Linked DNA regions of Sus scrofa: region 2 is linked to region 1. The links are chromatin contacts, called in public Hi-C maps. All regions are on one chromosome and are shown on one strand. Each heading gives the region's core, a stretch centred on a gene start, on an enhancer-like site or on the middle of the called end of the contact. The rest is flanking DNA. Distances are from core to core; before and after follow the strand shown. Region 1 holds the start of SFMBT2 (scm-like with four MBT domains protein 2). Region 2 overlaps SFMBT2 (scm-like with four MBT domains protein 2).

Region 1 (3,067 bases), core at 149-2,648:
TTTGGGGTGCAGGCGACAGGGTTAATGTGCAGGGACGGGGTGCGGTTGGTTTGGGAACTCTCCGTCTTCAGTGACCTTCGGGTGAAACAGGTCGGATGTCCCCAAAGAGGAGGGGACCAGGAAGCTGGACGGGATGCAGACTGGGGCTGGAGTTTGAACCGTGTGAGTCGCTTGCCCTCTCAGAGTCTCAGGCGGCACCTCAGATGGAGATGTGAGAGGACGAAGGCGTTTTATACCTCGCAGAGAGCTCTCCAAGATGTAAGGAAATACCTTTTGCGCAGACGGCAAGTGAGCAGGGTCTCCCTGCCGCCGGAGCCCCCCCAGGATCTCCGACCTCCGCCCACGTTTCCGTGGAACGCCGCTCGCGACCGTGCGGCTTGGATCGAGCAGTTTCTGGGCACATCCCTTTGGCGGTTCTTCTAGACCAACTCTGCCCCCACCGTCGGGGAGAGGACCCGCCTATGCTGGACCCCTGTCCGTCCTGTGCGCGCTCGGACTCTGACCTCCACTCTCCATCCCCGGATCCCCTGCCCAGTCCCCAGCCTTACGGAGCATTCACCTTTCCTCCGGGGACCTCATGTGCCCGGCTCCTCTGTCTTTGAGGACGCGCGGGAGTGGCCGGGCTTGGGAGGGTGGGCGGAGCTGCGAACTCGCCGCAGCCTTGGGGACCTCTCAGTCCTCCTGACCCCTGGGCCGGGGTTAGGGGCGCAGCGAGAGGGGGTTGTAGGAAGAAGATGGACACAGAACTGGGAGACTCCGGGGGATTTTACCTCTTGTGGCCATAAGGCAAAAACCCTGACAAAAGGTGTCCTATCTCCATTTCCCACGGAAATAAATTCTAGCCCCTCGCAGCATCTCCTCTCTACTAAGTACAGCCCACCTAAGGAAGTTCTCGGTCTGGCCCCTCGGACGTCGCCAGTATTTCCGCCCTGGGGACGTTCCGTTCAGTCTCTGCTCAGCTCAGGCCTGAGGAGCTCTGCTTTGTCCGCCTCCCTCCCCTGTCCCCGGAATAGGGCCCGGGGACCCGCCACCCGGAAACCCTGCCCCGTAGGGATCTGCGCGGCCCCCCATTTCCCCCCACCGTCGCCGAAGGCCACGTTTTTCTCGGGCGGGAATCTTTTCCCGCCTTACAAATAGCTGGCCCAAGCCCGGTGCCCTCTTTGGTCGCCTAGGCCTGGACATAGCCCGGGAGACGCCGTGGCGACCCTTGTTAGCTGCGTCCCGCAGATACCTCGCCCGAGCAGTTACTCCCCTGCGGTGGTTTCCCTGGAAAATCTTTCCTCGGCCCCCTCCCGCCCTCCCTGAGGGCCAGGAAATGTTTGAATCTGCATAGAAAAGGCGCAATTTAAGTGCTGGGTGGGGCGCAGTGGGGCGGGACAGGGGTTGCGGAGAGGATTGAATTTCTCTTCGCTCGCAACCTTCCGTCGGCGGATAAAGCGCAAGTTTGTGGATTTCGCCCCCAGAGAGATTGCAAAACCGATGAAACAGAAAGTGTCCAGTGAGATGCAGAGTTTGCCCAGATTTCCCTGCAGAGGCGTTTGCGGAAACCCCTGTGATGGGAACTTTCTGCATTTCGTGTACGGAGGGAGCTAAAGGAAAGGAGGGAAGGGAGCGGGGCGGGGAGGGAGGCATTGGGAGCGTGAAGCGTGAAGCGTGTGTGTGTGTGTGTGTGTGTGTGTGTGTGTGTGTGTGTGTACGCGCGCGCGCGCGCGCGCGCAGGGGGGGAGGTTGTGCCCGGGAGCGGGGGCGTCACAGCGGGGGCAGAGGAAGGAGTGCAGAACGTCCTGCAGGCTAATTGGCTTAAGACGTTCTGCAAGCGCTTGGAAAAGGTCGTTGAAGGAGTTCGCTGCACACACACCAAATAATAATCTTAAAAAAGAGTGCCGGGCATGCGCACACGGAGGATGCCATATTGGAAGGAGGCTGTAGTGGGAGTCGGAGGACCAGAGCGGGCGCGCGAGGGAGGCGGCGGGCGGGGAGTGAGCGAGGCAGAGCGAGCGAGCGGGCGGGCGAGGCCGGCGTCCCCACCCCCCCTAACCCCCGGCGGCGCCCGGGGCCTCGGTCCACCCACGGGGAGGACGAACTTCACCAGGTAGGACGCCGCGCCGGCCGCTGTCCCCGCGCCCAGCCCGCCCCGCGAGCAACCCTCCGGCCCGCAGGTTGAGTGCGCCGGGCAGGCTTCTTTTTTTCCAGCTCCGAAAAAAAAAAAAAGGGAAGCTCGAGCTAGCCCGGGAGTGGGGGGCTGGAGGAGGGGGTGCCGAGGGAGAGAAGCGAAAGAGAAGGGCTGGAGGAGAAAGCGACAGCACTTGAGCAGAGCCCCAAACTCCGCGCTGCGCTCCGGGTTGTCATTTTTGCTCCCCCGTCCCCTTCCCCCTCGTCCCTCCGCTTTGAAAAAGCCGGGCCTTGCGGGAGTCCGTCCGTAGTTGCAAAGTGTCCTCCCGGGTGCAAAGCTGTCCTCTCCCGCCGCCCACCTCCCGCATTTGTGCGCTCGTTTTAGCGACGCAGCCGCCCTTGCTACCCCCCGCGCTCCCTCGTCTTCTCTCGGGGGTCTCTTTCTTCGGCTTCCTTTTTTTTTTTCCCCCCTTTCCTTTTCTTTTCGGTGTGTCTGTTAGGGGTGGCAGGAGGGGGGTGTGGAGAAGATGGTGGGTGAGTACTGGAGACCAACCATCTAGAGGATTAAAAATCGTGTACATATTCGGAGTCACCCCTTTGGAAACATTTGCCTGTGCAGCTGAAATGAAATTGTCAGTAGTAGTTTCGGAGCGAGCTCCGGTATGGATGATCTTTTTGTTCTTTTTTTCCCTTTTTTCCCCCTTTTCTTTTTGGTGGTACATTAAAGTAATATCCTGTCACTTGGGGCTTTCCTGTTGTCTACTCTCATGTGACCTCCTTTCAAAATTACTAATCTGATCTGGCTTTCGAGTTTATTTTTTAGTACGTGTGTGTGTCAGTCAAATCCGCCCAAAAAAAAAAAAAAAAAAAACTGTAGGGACTGCTAGATCGATCTATTGATTTTTGACCCGGGGCTGCGCCAGGGGATTAGTTGGGAGAAGGGGGAGTTTAGGGG
Region 2 (3,067 bases), core at 166-2,665, 140 kb after region 1:
TTTTGGTATTTTTTAGTAAGTTTTTCTTGAATTTCCCCTGGTCTTTTACTTTGCATATTTTAATGTAAAATAGATAGTTCTGTATATGCTTATAGCAGACTTAAAGCAATCATTTTTTCCTTGATTTTTTTTTTTTTAAGTGAATTAGGTGCAGTTTCATGCCTCCATAACTTTCCATGGACTCATAAGTTTCATGTTGTTCCTTATTCTGGGATGTAGTTTTTTTGTTATCCCCAGAGTTATCAATAATAATGGCCTTGAATCTTAGTGTATCAAATGTTATCAGTTTTTAAGGCTGCTATTATGGGATGCATTCCCAGAAGTGAAACTGTTGTGTCAAAGTTCATGGACATTTTTACTGCCAAATTGTTTTGCAGAAGAATTGTCCACTTGCAGTGCCAATAGCAGTGTTTGCAAGGGGAGCTGTTTTATGTCAATTAATTTGTATCATAGGAAATGGGTCATCGACCTGTTTCCTTTTGGACCTGTAACAGTTGGAACTTCATGCAGAATAAACACTAATTAAGGCTTAAATAACTCTAGTGGTGGAGGTTCAACAGTCTCAGATGGCAGCTTGTTGCAAATTTTAATAGCCAGAGGGGTTTTGATTTCCTTTTATTTTCTTTTCCCTTCTGCTACTTCCCTCCCTCCTGGGTTTAAAATGCGCTTTCCTGGCTACAGTTAAGCCTTAGTACTTCTTGTTCTGTCTTTGTTGATTAATGAGTATAATTGACCCCTGTTGTCTCTATTATACGAGCCACAGCAATTTGTTTTTATGTAGCAGTTATTTTCTGAGCTGTCACAAAACTGCCTCACAAAGCAAGCTCATTATCAGCCAGAAGGAGAAGAATTTTAAGTGATGAAGTGAATAAAAGGTCCCTAAGAGCAGGAGGAGGAGGAGGAGAAGTTAAGGCTGTTCAAATGTGCAAGGAAAGGAGAACATTCTAGACGCAGAGTAATTACGCGGTGCTTAGGTACCCAGTAAGACTTGTTTACATCCTGAAATTATCAGATTAAAAATGGCTCCCTGTAGAGTCTTGGAGGTTGGGTATAGAAAGCCGTGAGCATGGCGTTTATGGAGTGGGCGGAAGTCCATTGGAAGGTAATGATTATGAAGGTGATAGAAAACCCAACAGAATGTCTCTCTGTAGGAGGAGCAGAGGTAACCTCTGAGCGGGCAAGTCCCATCTGAACCGATGTGGACCATTCAGAATACCTCAACGTGATGTTATTTCAGACACTGGTTTGCTCTTCATCGCAATAGGTTGGTTGTTTTGTTTTTCTGTTTCTCCCTTCTCTTCATGATCTTGATAGGATTTTCCTTTGCTCACAAACTAAGTCACAAAGGTCCAGGGAAGAGACAGGGAGTGGCAGGAGATCCTGACGTCAGCAAAGTGCTCGGCCAAAGCCCTAAACAAACGCAGTCCTTCTGTTGGGGGATTCGGTTGGTGTCCAGCTGATCAGTCAAGAGCTGTTGCATAACCTCCCTTCATCCGCCGTCACGCTTTTCTCCTGGGAGATCGAGGAGTGAATTAACCACAGAGGCGAGGAAATAATCCTAAGTAGCAGCAGTCATCAGTAGCAGTGGCTCTGACTCACGCGAGGCAACAGATCTGTATTTTGTGAATTAGTAGATCGGGAAAATCAGGTGCAGAAGATGTAATGTACTTAACCTTGGTTCATCCAAGGCCTGGTAGAGCTGGGTCCGGATCTGGTTCTCCTTCCTGGTTGGGCACCCTTCATATAGTGAGGGGAGTTCTCCCCGGTGTGTGCTGCCTTTCGGTGAAGTCTTCTGTTCTTCCATATTAGTGCAAGGATTTCATCCAAAACGGTCCCAGGGAAATGACTCGAAGTAGAGGATTCTATTACTTGCAAAGGAACTTGCAGTACCCTGCCTGAGACCCGTTTTGTTTTGTTTGTAAGTGGTCAGAAGAAAGTTGGTCTGGTCCCTTCCAGAATCCTCTGGCTGGGGGGAGGGGATGTGGCAGGATGTGCGGAACGTTGTCAAAACCAGCTCCAAAGACCATGGCAGCTCAGACTCTGAGACATTCTGTCTCCTCGTGGGAAAGTAAGGAGCATCTGTCAGTCTTTCTAGAAGGATGGGGCTGTGTCAGGAGGAAGCGGGGGAGGGGAAGCTTGGCAGGCGAGGGGAGGGGCAAGGGTCAGTCCCCAGGCCAGAGGAAGACAGCTGCCTTCTTGGCTAACCCCCACCTCATCTTTTAAAAAGCGGGGCAGATTGAGCTTCCTTAACGAGCCGTGTACTGTCTTGTACTTGCAAGCGCACGTGAAGGTAGGACGCAAGCAGTTTCTTGAGTTCATTCCTTGCGGAATTTCTGCCGGCTCCCTGCAACTGGGGGATTTAGTAACAAAATTCCCCTTCTTTAGTAAATTTGCAGGTGTAGAATTTATGATGACGTGTGGAAGGGACATTGAGGGGAGGCTTGGTTTAAAATATACTTTAGAAATCCCTCGTGACTGTGTTTGACATATGCTTAAACCAGTCGAATGATGATTATCAGGCATTTTGCAGTTTCCGTTAATTCCGACTGGTTCCGGGTTTTGCATCGTCATTGCCTTCCTTGTTCACAGGAAATACAAGTGACACCCACATGAGGAGGAATTTCCCTGCCCGGGTTCAACCACGCCCGCAACGCCTTTCTTGTTTTACGCTCTAAACTTCTCCCGTGCCTTGTCGTGGTGCTCGAGACCCATCTGTAGGGTAACCTTGTGTAGCTCTTCCCCCAAATTAAAGGAACGAAGAAAGGAAAAAACCCACTTTGGTAATAAGGCCTGGATTTCATTCAGTTCCGTAGGAATGAGCAGTCTCAGGCAGCTCCCTCAGCATGTCAGGCGTGGCCCCCGGACTTCACCCCAAGAGGGAGGGTTTACGCCTCGCCGCCGCCTGTGTCTTTGGAGGCTTTCTTGCTAGAACCTCAGCTCCTTTTTTGCTGTTTGTTTTCCCGTCTGTTCCTCGTTGCGAATCCTCCCCCTCTAGGGTTGTTTTCCAGCAAAATCTCAGGTTTCCCCCGGGGTGTCGAGGCGTTCACGTGGACCCAGAGTCGAAGCG

What was found. A called contact is a pair of places that touch in the nucleus more often than the background predicts.
Region 2: a contact with region 1 is called in a Hi-C map of liver, with 5 times the contacts expected there. The contact joins the enhancer-like site here to the promoter of SFMBT2 in region 1. A contact is called at or near these places in 1 of 5 promoter capture datasets (fetal skeletal muscle), 6 of 47 Hi-C or Micro-C datasets (embryonic fibroblasts, liver and skeletal muscle) and 1 of 2 datasets of contacts at active chromatin or transcription factors (skeletal muscle).

Annotation. Positions count from the first base shown.
Region 1 is chr10:63,875,635-63,878,701 of Sscrofa11.1, forward strand. SFMBT2 (scm-like with four MBT domains protein 2) reads left to right here and starts at 1,399. Exons shown (of 21, transcript XM_021065007.1): 1 at 1,399-1,577.
Region 2 is chr10:64,013,441-64,016,507 of Sscrofa11.1, forward strand. All of the region lies in intron 9 of SFMBT2 (scm-like with four MBT domains protein 2), which reads left to right. Among named protein-coding and RNA genes, the nearest start is that of SFMBT2, 140 kb to the left of the region's middle. Within about 2 kb of position 1,416, at least 8 of the 83 cell types and tissues checked have an H3K27ac peak or open chromatin away from gene starts, as enhancers often do. A contact at or near this core is called in liver, where this site is marked.